Linked DNA regions of Mus musculus: all the other regions are linked to region 1. The links are chromatin contacts, called in public promoter capture Hi-C maps. All regions are on one chromosome and are shown on one strand. The core of a region is the stretch at or near the end of the contact, and the rest is flanking DNA. Distances in the headings are between cores, read along the strand shown. Region 1 holds the start of Mc3r (melanocortin 3 receptor). Region 2 has its middle 140 kb from the start of Gm35033. Region 3 overlaps Dok5 (docking protein 5).

Region 1 (4,244 bases), core at 1,214-3,713:
GAAGTTGTCTAGGGCAAGAAGGGATCTGGCTGTTGCCAGCAGCACACAGCGGTGTTATACAGCAAGCCTGTATGTGCATCTTCTTGCCCCGCAGTGGTGGGAGTGACTGCTTTACTTGACAGGGTTACAGAAGTTGCCGACAGGGTCATTTGACTTTAACACGGCATCTAGCAAAAGAAGCAACAGCCAAGACAGCCTCTCTTATAAATGATGTTAAAATAACCATTTGATAGACAACGCACTTACCAGGAGCCGGAAAGGAGCTTGGGAGTAAGTAAGGAGAGAACAAGGAGGCAGACCCAGCTGCTCAAATGATCACCAACGGCAGCAAGGCAGTTTCTAGTGAAACGCACACCTTCCTGCCTGCACTTTCTTCGCGTTTGAAAGGCAGAGACGAAACAGTAGAAGACCATCGTTTTGTTTGTTTGTTTGCTTGCTTGCTTTGTTCTTTAAAGAGTAACATCTACCTTGCAGTGGCCAGGATCCTAGGACCTCTCACTGACTAGAGCGCTTTGATGTATTAGGTTTGAAGCTTAGATTTTAACGAACAAAACTCCAACAATAATAACAACCATGACAACGGCACAGGGAGAAGGGGGTCATGTCTCTGTGCAGGGGTTCGGGGAGGCTGGCACAGATGTAAGTTCTGGAAGGGAGCAGCAAATATCACATTGTTTTCAGGGCTTCACTCAATCTCCCACAGAATATGTGCAAAGCTCTCCCGGTAGTGGTCAGGAGGTGGCCGCTGTGAGCCAGGATGCTTGCCGGAAGTCTAAGCACTCTTTCTGCTCACGAGAGCCCTCCGGTCTGGTTGGCTTGAAGCACAGTTACTGGTACAAAGCCAATAAGCAGGCAGGGGCCACAAACCCTGGGTGCCTAGCAATGAACACAGATGACACTCAGGGCTGCTTTGCCTGATTCTTCCAGGCTATGTGCTAGATCAAACTGACTTACCCACACACAGATCCTCACAGACAGCCCATCCTACGCCGTGTCCCGTCTGCAAAGGGCCACGAGCTTACAGACGAAGCCAAGCACAGTTCCAGCTCCTAACACCCTTTTACGTCCCGTCTGAGCGTTGTTTTTGTCTCTTGGCTGGATGTGGAACACCTCCACGGGCATCCTAGCCCAAGTTCATGCTGTTGCAGCCGCAGAGAATCTCCTTGAACGTGTTGCGCAGCTCCAGGCTGCGGAAGGCGTAGATGAGGGGGTCGATGACGGAGTTGCACATGATGAGAACCAGGTAGGTGTTGAAATGGGCCGTGTAGCAGATGCAGTAGGGATTGGTGGGGCAGGTGATGATGAGGACCAGGTGGAGGAAGAAAGGCGCCCAGCAGAAGATGAAAACACCCAGCAGGATAGTGATGGTGACAGCCCCCTTCATGCAGGAGTGCTGCTGTGGGGCCACCACGCCAGCAGGGGGCAGCACTGCGATGCGCTGGACGTGGAGCCTGGCGAAGAGGAACATGTGGATATATAGGGTGCCCATGAGGAGCACCATGGCGAAGAACATGGTGATGAGACACACGATGACCATCTTGCTCTCGGAGTAGATGATGAACATCACGCCGCAGATGCCGCAGCAGACCCAGATGACCCCGATCAAGGTGAGGGCTTTCCTCACTGTCATGATGCTGTGGTACCGAAGGGCATAGAAGATGGTGACGTACCTGTCGATGGCAATGGCCAGGAGGTTGCAGATGGAGGCCACCAGGGAGATGCAAATCATAGAGTCGAAGATATTATCCATGTGCTGGATAAACTGGTCCTCCAAGGTCAGGGAGTCGCTGTTGATCACGGCGATCATGATGGTCTCCAGGGAGTTGGACAGGCTCACCAGCATGTCGGCTGCAGCCAGGCTGCACAGGAAGAAGTACATGGGAGAGTGCAGGTTGCCATTCCTGACCACAGCCAGGATCACCAGGATGTTTTCCATCAGACTGACGATGCCCAGAGCCAGGAAGACCTCCGGCTTGATGAAGACCTGCTCACAGAACCCACTGCCGCTCCGGTTGCTGGCAGGAGGGGCTGCAGGGTGCTCAGAGAGGTTAGGCAGCATCGGAGAAACAGAAGACAGGCAGCAGGAAGAGTTCATGGTTAACAGCAGGTCCAGTCCCAGCTGCGGCTCCTGCAGGGTCCTGAGCAAGCTGCTGGGGAAAATTCTCCTTCTAGGTGCTTCTCTTGTGGATGCTGTCCAGTCTAGACTTTAGTTTCTCCAGAGAGGGAGAGATAGATAGATAGATAGATAGATAGATAGATAGAGAGGGAGTGGGGCTTGGAGACATAGAAAGAACTTTCCTTTGCGGTCTCCAGCAATCAGTGCAGAGTCTGATCAGCCTGCCTCATCCCCTCTAGCTCTGACCCTCTCTCTCCAGTCTTCTCTCATCCCCACCCGACACCCGTTGCTACAGTTACAGCTCTACTTCTAGCGAGCCAGGGGTTGTGGGACTTGACGCTAGATGTGAGAAGAGAGAGCACTCGGGTTTTATGCATCGGAACTCCTACTTCATCTCCAGTGCAGCAAAATGACCACTGAGCAGCTGGCACTGTCTGACTGACAGCAGGTCGGGGCTCCGGGTTCCACCGGGGAGATGAGGAAGCAGATTGGCGCCCCCTGCAGTCCGGACTGCTCACCTGCGCTCGTGTAGGAGTAGTTCGGACCTGCCCGGTAAAGAGAGATCAGCATTCATTCTGCTGCTGGCCGTTTGTGGGTTGGTATGGGTCAGGTCTGCACTGGGTGTAAGAAATACAGAAGGAAACAAGAGAAGCGCTGGCCCAGCCCTTCCCCCGACCCCCGCCACCGCCAACCAGCGTCTAGGATGGAGGAAGAGAAATCAGAGAATTGTGCTCACACATTGACAATATTGCAGCTGTCACCCAGGAACTCCATAGAGAAGCAAGTAACACAGTCACGAGAATTACACCAATTTTTGTTTATTTCCAAGAACACATAAAAATGAAACCTGCACTAATAGTTCATTAAACGTGCAATTTAATAAGTCTAAGACACAATATGCATGCCTTCATTTAAAAATAGTTTATTATTAAAGTATGTCAACTGCTCCTGGCCCTTCGGGGAGTCTCAACCTTTTTTGCTATGGGAGGAGAGTGTTTGGCTCCAATGTTGATGGCTCTTGATTGGTCAGGGCATGATTTCTGGAGGCTGAGGTGGTCATTGCTACTTTCTAAATTACATCAGCATCTGGACCTGGTAGAGATGTAGGCTGGTCTGAGCAGAAGTTTCCTGTTTGTGTCAAGTTGGGATGTGACAGATTCATGGCCAAACTATCTTGGGCTATTTTATTTTCTGCAGACAGGGTATCACCTATGCCAGGCTGGCTTTGAACTCACTATGAAGCCAAGGATAAGGTTAAACTTCTGATCCTCCTGCCTTTGTGTGCCGACTGCAGGGATTGCAGGCACATCACCCCGCCTGGCTTCTGAGGTGCTGGGGATTGAACCCAAGGCTACATGCATGCTAGGTAGGCACTCTACCAACCGAGCCACATCTCCCAGCTATCTTTGGCTATATTTAGACCATATAATAGCCATCCTGTGTGTGATGTAATATTATATTGTGGGTATCACCTACTACGGGAGACCTTTGGGAATGTAATAAATTTGCAGATCACCAATTCCCACCCACCCCACCTCACGACACAGCATCAGAAACCCAGAGCAAGAAGTCCCCAGCTTTGCTGTAACCTGCCTACATGCTATGCCCACTAATATACTTGAAAGATACCATGATTTATTACTTTCTTTTGTTTTGTATTTATAAAACCACATGAAAACATTCCCATACTGCAACCTGATTTGGAGATGAGCTGAAGCCATATATATGTACCAGGCGTAGCCACTCATACTTGCTTCCAAAATAAACAACCTCTGGCTCCCTTTGAGGTGGGAGCTGTGCTTTCTTCTGACTTCAAGATGCTGAGGTAGGAGAGTTTTGAGTCCAGGTCCTGCTTGAGCTACAGAGTGAATTCAAAGCTAAACTGGGCAACTTAGTGAGACCCTGCCTCAAGATTAAAAACATGAAGAGGGCTGGGATGTAGCCCAGTGGTAGAGCACGTGTCTAATAAGTAAGGAGCATGAGTTTGATCCCCAGTGCTCCAAACCAAACCCTGGACGTCAATGAAGCTGCTAGACAGATGAACCTTCCAGTTTCCTGGCTTTTCTGTGCATGATTCCATGCTCTTTGCTAGCTTTTCACTTGCAACACAACTTCTCTTTTTAGATGG
Region 2 (3,942 bases), core at 1,399-3,898, 1.3 Mb after region 1:
AAATGAATCCCCTAGGCTAACCGCTAAACAAAAGCACACTCTGCATTCACGAGAGTGAGCTAAGAGTGAATAGGTCCCCAGTAAAGCTTTATAAAAAGAGCACAGTCCCTCGGGTACCTTGGTTGCAGCTTCTTAAGTCCCTGAGCAGGGCAGACAGTAAAGCTGCTCTTGCTCCCAGGAATGCTGAAATCATGTACTTATGATGTCTTGCTTGCTGCATTTGTAATAAGTGGTTATGTAACATTAGAAAAGTAATAGAATCCTATTTGGGGCTCTGGAATATTGACATGAAGCAGAACACACACACATATTGTATATACGCATGTTCTATATGTTGATATGTAGTCAAGAAGTCTGTGGCCACATGGTTTATATGAAAACAGCTTTAAATAATCTAATGGGATATGAACATGGTGGTTCATTCATATTATGGATTATTGCATCAATGCTGAGCAAGAGGAATATCCATAATGATGAACAACTTTGTTCTTTATTTTTATTTCATGTGTATGAGTACTTATCGTGAGCGTATGTCTTATGGAGGCCAGGAAAGGGTGTCAGATCTCCTGGAGCTAGAGTTCCAGACAGCTGTGAGCCACCCGACCTGAATTCAGGAAACAGAACTCTAGTCCTCTGGCAGAGCAGCAAGGACTCTTAACCCCTGAGCTGTCTCTCCCATTCCATTAAATATTTTTTAAGACATTCTGCTACTGTAGGTCATTTTTCTTAAGAAAATGATCTGAGAAAATACTGAACATGAGGAAGTCTTTGGTCCGTTTTATAAGGTTTCATCTATGAATATTGGTTTCCTAGCAGGGATTGGGCAGGAGCAGAAGTAAGGAGAAGCAGAATACACAAGTGTGTGTCTCATCCACCCATCAGTCGCGAATGTATGGATAACTGCTGAGTGTCCAGAGTTGGAGCCACTGAAGGTGGCTTTAGTTAAGTTTCTTCAGAAGGAGACAGATAATTGAATAAAGACATAAACCAGATCCTTTAAGCTGTAGTGAATGCAAACCAGAGTAATAGGATAAACTATGGTCTGAGACTCGGTGACATTGCCCATTGACTTGACTTCCTGTTTTTCTACCTAGCACATCATTAGGGAAGCTTCAGTACGGAATTCCAACAAGAGTACCATACAGCTTTGTACATAACTTTGTTGACCACCCATCTGTAGAAAACAATCTAGGTTTGCAAGGATATGAACACACACACACCCCAGCAAAGACAGGATGTCCACCTAAGCAAGTGCTGCCCACGACCTCTCTGTAGGTACACACTTTTGATTTGACGTGGAAGCCATCTGAAGAGCATCTCATGAGAGGCAAGCTGTGAGACTACTGTTCATTCACATCTTGATGGATCATCACGTGCTGATTCGACCGTGGTTAGAATCCTCAAGGCCTGGCTCAGCAACCCACCGCCGTTAGCCAGGCCTTCTACCCCTAATGCTTCCATACCTACCCAAAGAGCACTGGACCAAGTATAGACCAGACATGGACCTGTGAGGGACACTGCATATTCAAATCATGATACAGGTAGTCAACTTGCATGTCCATCCAGGATGTAGGCTATGGATGTAGGAAAGCTGTCAATTCTTAGCCATTGCATGCTTACAAGCTAGAAAGGACACATGAAAGAGACGTTCTAGATGATCCTTCCCAAGTGCCTTTTTTTTCTTTGGCCTACATCTGTAAGTCTTTCCACTTTCCATTTATCATCCCCAGCTCATCGCCCAAATGTAAGCATGAAATTCATGATGCTAGGTAGTGGGGCAGTTCTGGTATAGAACCAGAAACAATCTTCAAGATCATCATGGGGCTTAGTGCTGCAACAGAGGAAAGCAAGAACTCCGTAAACCAAACAGCAAATGGACTAAGTGGCTGAATCCAGACCCTCTCAGTTCACACCTTGGCTGGACACCTATATAACCTTAGGCAAGATGAGGGACCAGAGTGTGGCTGAGAACATCTCACGACAGGCAGGACATGAGACTATCATTTGTTTCCATCTTGATGGATCAGCAAGTGCTGATTCTAACATGGTTGGAATCCTCAAGGCCTGGCTCAGTAACCCACCTCCACTAGCCAGGCCTTCTACCCCTACCTCATCTGCCAAACAGGAAGTTATTTATTCAGACCAAATTAACAGCCATTAAACACTAAGATAGCCCTAGGAGTCACATTGAAGAGCAACAAAAAGAGATCTGGACTTCAATCTAATCCAGGGGTTCTAATCTAACTGTTGTCAACCACTGACCATCTCAGGGTGAAATACAAATAGAGCTATGAATATCCATGAAGTGCTTAGACCAGTGTATAGCATGTAATTATGATGAATTGAATAGCAATAAGCTGTTATAATTATTGTCATGTTATTCTTTGATAACAACATATTTGTTTGTATATATACATGAATATTTATATATAAAGCTTCCACATGCTGGACTGGGTTTAAGGAGGAAATGAATAATTTATGTAAAATATTAGGGATATACAGAAATCATTTCATAGGCTGTATCTATCATGATTATTATTATTGCTAGTGAAGTGGCCTGCCAAAGCCCCAGAGCAAGACATTAGCAGACTTGAGCTGCAAATTACTACCATGTGGCTTCTCCCTTTTGCAGTCCCAAAAAGCTACTCCGTAATTGTTTGATTTGCTAAGCACCTCCTCTTTTCAACCTCCAGATGAGCAGCCATATGTTACCTAAGCCCTGAATGGACTTCTTCTTACCAGGGTCTCAACACCAAAACCCACCAAGGACATTAATGCTCACCCTGGACACAAATATACTAGACGTCTGGTGGTATTATTGGCAGCTTCTTATATCAGCACCTATGTAATTACTTTCCATTTAAATGAGTGTTTATTCAACATTACGTAGCTATTTCTGGGTCAGTCAGAATGAAGGCCTCGTGAGATCGGGTCTATTATCGTTCCCTGTGGAGGAAACCTGTGTAGCTCACAAGGCTCACAAAGCCATCATGAGTCTCACAAAAAGCCCTTCCTTCTCTGAGATGATATTGGATACCAATGAGTGGCTTGGGTGAGCTTCTAGCCTAGGTTGTGTTCCAATCACGTAGATTTTTACAACTTGTCCATCCTAGGATTAGGACTCCTCAGGGGTGTGACTGTTGGTAAGTTGCCTAACATGAATTAGTTATGCTGGTTAATTGCAATTTGATATAACCTAGAGTGACCAGAAATAAGAATCTTGAGGAATTTTCTACATTGGGTTGGCCTGCGAGCATGTGTAAAGAGGGCTGTTAATCTATGACTTGATTGTTAATTTATGTGGGAAGACCCTGTGGCCAGCCTGATTCACTATGGCTGGGGTAGTGAACTATATAAGCAAGGAGAGAGCTATGTGAGTACAAACAGGCAAACAAGCAAGGAGGGCAGCTTGAATGTACTCTCTCCCTCCTTTGGACTGTGGATGTCACCCTTTAATTCACTGCCTTGACATCCCCAGAATAACAGACTGTAGCCTGGAACTGCAGCATACAAACCCTTCATTCCCAGCATGGCTTTTTGTCAGGGTATTTGTATCAACAGCAGAAATGAAATTAAAACAGCGCCTTAGAGGAAGCAGACAGCTCTTGCTCTCTCTTGCTCCTCTCTTGCTCTTGCCTTCCAGTTCCAGCTCTCTCCCCATTCTTTTCACCCCTCTCTCCACATGCTCATGGCAAGCCTCTTCTCTCTCTCTCCCTCTCCCCCTTCTCCTCCCTCTCCCCCTACCCCTACCCCCTTCTTCCACCCTCCCTCTCCCTCCTCTCCCTCTCTCCCTTTCCCCCTCCCCCTCCCCCTCCCTCTCCGCCCACCTCTCTGCCTTTCTCTGCTTCTACTACCCTCTTGACTCCCCTCCCCATGCCCTGAATAAACTCTATTCTATGCTTTTAAAAAAAGAAGCAGACATTTCTCTATGTATCCCTAGGA
Region 3 (3,936 bases), core at 1,296-3,795, 1.5 Mb after region 1:
TCTGGGTCAGACTGGCCACAAACAATCTGCAATTTCTAAGGTGTCACATCTCCTTAAAGCCAAAACAATGATTCATTGGAAAGCAAAAAAAGGAAATTGGTTATTTCACAGCATAGAGGCAAATTCTCCAATATGGCTACAAGCCCATCATTTATTTGAATCCCATGAGGGTGTCGCAAACTTAATGACATCTATTTAAAGTACAAACTACTTATTTGAGAAATCTGCCAACAGATTACATTCAAACTTGAACCCTGACCCAAAGGCAGAGTGTATTTCTGCCTTCTGAGAATGCTACAAAAGTATGGCCAGTCCCTTATTTTTGTAACATAGTAACTAGCAAAGTTTGTATCCTTACAGAGAAGAACATCCTCCTAAGATGGGAGGGGGTCAAATTTTAAAGACAATAACAGAAACAGAATCAATGAAGAGTATTATTTATAGGTTAAAAGTACATAAATCTAATATTAAATGTCTGTCTTTTTTTTCAACATTTACTGTGAAACAGATACTAAACATCCAATATATATTATGCCTCCTTTCAAAAGAAGTCATATATTTATTCATTTTGGGGGTAAGTGGGGGTCAGAGAAAAGCATGTGAGCGTCATTTCTCTCCTTCCACCATGTGAATCCAAGGGATTGGACGCAGGATATAAGGCTGAGGGGAAAGAGCCTTTAGCCACTGAGCCATCTCACTGCTGTCCCCCCTTTTATGTCTTTCAGTCTTCATAACATTCGTCTTCTTGATACAAAAGAATAAAGATCAGAGTGCAATAGGCACACCCCAAAATTATTAACTAACGCATACACTTTGAAAATCTGCCAACTTACGTTGGAGACCTGGACACGTTGATGCCTACCTGGGTGGACTCGAACTAGGCCCCAAATTCCTCGTGGCAAAGTAAGATCTGGTAGCAGCTATCACAGAGAAGTCACTGAGAACATCAGGTGGGCAGTCATACGAACAGCTTACCGGAGGACCTAGTGCACACAAAGATCTGGGAGGAGACCCTTGTCCACCCAGGCTGCCATACCAGAGGCTACGGAGGAGTGGCTTACAAGCAGCATCAATTGCTTGTCACAGCTCTGGGACGTGTTGACACACGTGAGAAAAGGTCCTTGAGCCTCCTTCACAGGGGCTGCCATGTGGCTCCTAAGGGTGGCTCCTAAGGGCTCTCTGCTCTTGCAACCTCCCAAGAGCCCCAGCCCCCAACACCATCACCTGGATGACTAGAATTGTAGTGTCTTCACTGTGGAGGGTCCATTACATCCATTACACAGCCATGCAGACCACCAGGGGCACCTCGGTGCTCTTCCCACACACTCAATCCTGTCTAGGAAAGGTTGTGCTTGTCCGTTAGACTAAAAAGGAGGTTACAGCTCAGAAACAGAAGGAAGAGCTGAGTCCCCACAGAGGCTTTTGAATGGCAAAGCCAGAATTTAGTCACAGAGGCTGAGACATTCAATCTCATGTTGCCTAAATCGCACGGGAACACCAACCCCCCACTTCATGAATATGCAAAATAGCACTTGATACCTGTCACAGCCCACACCTCTGTCTATCATACCAAGTGAAAAAATAAATAAATAAATAAATAAATAAATAAATAAATAAATAACTGAGTCTGGGTTAGCCCAGTGGCAGCAGGATAGACAGAGGATTAGGGAGCAAATCTTTAAGCTTGCGGGCAAACACTATACAAAGGTGGGAAGTCATATTTTAATCAAGTACAGGCTACTAAGTCTATGGGGAGTTTAGATACCATGATATTACTTCAGAATTCTCAAACATAAAGAACTTGGAAGACGAGTATAAACGCAAACCTCTAGAGAGGTGGCAGTGTTGACGCTGAAAGTGCAGCTTCAAGAGATTAGAGACTAGGAGGGACTTTCAAGTCCAGGAGAGACCTGCGGGAAAGAGAATCACCTGAGGAGAGGCAGTGATGCAAGATGATGCAAGGATGCTAAAGGCATCAATGTTAGGTTGGACTCTCTGTACTTAGGAAGCTGAGACCAGGGGGATCATAAATTTAAGGCCAACCTGAGCTACATGTTTGGCTTGGGCTATGTGAAACCCTGTTTCAAAACTCATAATAAAAACTTCAGTGTAAGATAAGACTGCGCATTCTGAGAGAAGTCTGTATTTGCCAGTCTAGTAAAAGAAATCCTGGTTTCCTAGTGTGCATATCTTGGTTGACTAAGTGAGGACATATCTGTATTGATATTTTTGTCATTTACATCTCAGCTACACCCTAAGTCAGTGTGAGCATGCAGCAAACATCAAACCACCTTAGCCAGACGTCAGCTCATCTCACGAAGGGACTTGGATGTTTGTAACGATGAAGAAAGCCTTACCGAGAATGTTACAAAAGCAAGATCAGGCTCTGGAGCTATTGCACAGACTCCATCAGATGCCAAGCAAGTCAGAACGGGTCTAGTGAAGCTGAGAGCTTCCAAAGGGTTAAGCTGAAATCAGCCCTTTCCCTTTCTGGTGTCTCTCCATCTGCTGCATAGGCCTCTATAAATAAGACAGAGCCGCAGAACACACCCTTACTATCTCCTAAGAGGCGAGCATTGAAACAATGTTGCTCAGTTCTCTCGAAGACTGAATTAGAATCCTCATTTGAATAAAAGCAACCCCCGCACCATAAGCACGTCCATAGATATTCCTGCTGCAATGAAATATGTCTCCGTGGCTGACAATGGCGCCCAGAATGCATATTTAAACACAGCTCCTCTCCCAGTCCTAACAGGATTATACAACCACAAACACTTCTACGCTCTTAAGGAATTACACACAGGGAAGTGAGGAGACAGGAGCTGCACCCTGAGACGTTGTCAACCTTTAGCTTACGGGTTTAGCATGACACATCACAAGTGAACATTTTACTGTGGCGTACACATCTCTTTATGCTGTCCCTGTCTGCTCAGAGAGTGAGCAGTATGTAGGATCAGGAAGCAATGGGTTGTGTCAGAAGCTGCGCCCAGACAAGGAAGTCCTCAAGATCGCCTGCTCTGGAAAAACCCAACTGCCTAGAAGCAGTCCAGGCTATCCCCTGGGCTATCCTGGGTTTCTGGGAAGCTTGGATCTCCTTCAGAGATGCTCATCATGTTCAAGTTCAAGTTGCTGCACACACCTTTCATTGACTCTTCCGTTAATTCACCCTTCATTGTTCACGGGCAACCAATAGAACAAATGACTGTTCTTTAGTGAGGAATTTCACTTTCCGAACTGGATTAGTCGAGCAGGAACATGCTCCTACACATTTACAAATGGGTCTCTGAACTGAAATTGGTAGGAGACTTCCAAGGATAAGGTTTCAAAGGACAGTTGTGTTGTGGATGTGCTGTGTGAGCAGGAAAAGGGTCTCCTCAAAGATGTCTACACTCTTAACTAAAGTTCCCAGGAAAAGCCACTTCTGTGTTAAACATTCTGCACACAGACTGGTTCACATGAACTTTGTTACTGGGGAGAGTTGGAATGCTACCGGTCCACAGCCCAAAGTATTTTGGACCATATTGGTTCCTTAATGGCCATTCATCTTTCTCCCTTGTATCTGACCTAAATCTCTGTGAGCTCTCAGGGTTTGGAACATCTTAGTTTCATAGATGGCTAGGTTCCTTCTAGCCACCCCAAAGCTTAGATGTCATCAGACAGCATCAACAGTGGAATGTAGCCTCCAAGACAACCCCAGGCTATGGCCAATCACATCTGTCTCAGACTTATGCCTTGTGCTCAGTCTGCTGTGCCTTGCAGTGACGATGGGAAAAGATGCTTCACAGGTGGGGTTAGGTCAAAGGTGTTGGAGTGGAGAGTGCCTGGGGTTGTCTGGCCAGGTCCGCTGTCACCAGGAGCATTCTTAGAGAGAAGAGAGAAACAAGATGAGTAAAAAGATACATGACTGAAAAATCCAGATGAGGAGGATTGGCCAAG

Evidence for each region. Promoter capture Hi-C pulls out the DNA fragments that hold promoters and counts their contacts.
Region 2: a contact with region 1 is called in a promoter capture Hi-C map of second pharyngeal arch cranial neural crest, with 14 times the contacts expected there. The contact joins the enhancer-like site here to the promoter of Mc3r in region 1. A contact is called at or near these places in 7 of 39 promoter capture datasets (cranial neural crest, embryonic stem cells, frontonasal cranial neural crest and 4 more), 3 of 115 datasets of contacts at active chromatin or transcription factors (embryonic fibroblasts and embryonic stem cells) and 3 of 9 other capture datasets (adipose tissue, embryonic stem cells and liver).
Region 3: a promoter capture Hi-C map of hippocampal neurons shows a contact between it and region 1, with 4 times the contacts expected there. The contact joins the enhancer-like site here to the promoter of Mc3r in region 1. A contact is called at or near these places in 7 of 39 promoter capture datasets (cranial neural crest, embryonic stem cells, frontonasal cranial neural crest and 3 more), 2 of 115 datasets of contacts at active chromatin or transcription factors (embryonic forebrain and embryonic stem cells) and 1 of 9 other capture datasets (embryonic stem cells).

What each region holds. Positions count from the first base shown.
Region 1 is chr2:172,246,711-172,250,954 of GRCm38.p6, reverse strand. It overlaps Mc3r (melanocortin 3 receptor), which reads right to left and starts at 2,463. Exons shown (of 1, transcript NM_008561.3): 1 at 1-2,463. The coding sequence starts at 2,095. The coding sequence ends at 1,124.
Region 2 is chr2:170,918,492-170,922,433 of GRCm38.p6, reverse strand. No RefSeq gene overlaps it. Among named protein-coding and RNA genes, the nearest start is that of Gm35033, 140 kb to the right of the region's middle. Within about 2 kb of position 2,648, at least 1 of the 459 cell types and tissues checked has an H3K27ac peak or open chromatin away from gene starts, as enhancers often do. A contact at or near this core is called in second pharyngeal arch cranial neural crest, where this site is marked.
Region 3 is chr2:170,766,085-170,770,020 of GRCm38.p6, reverse strand. The region is part of intron 1 of Dok5 (docking protein 5); the gene reads right to left. Among named protein-coding and RNA genes, the nearest start is that of Gm35033, 7.8 kb to the left of the region's middle. Within about 2 kb of position 2,545, at least 25 of the 459 cell types and tissues checked have an H3K27ac peak or open chromatin away from gene starts, as enhancers often do. A contact at or near this core is called in hippocampal neurons, where this site is marked.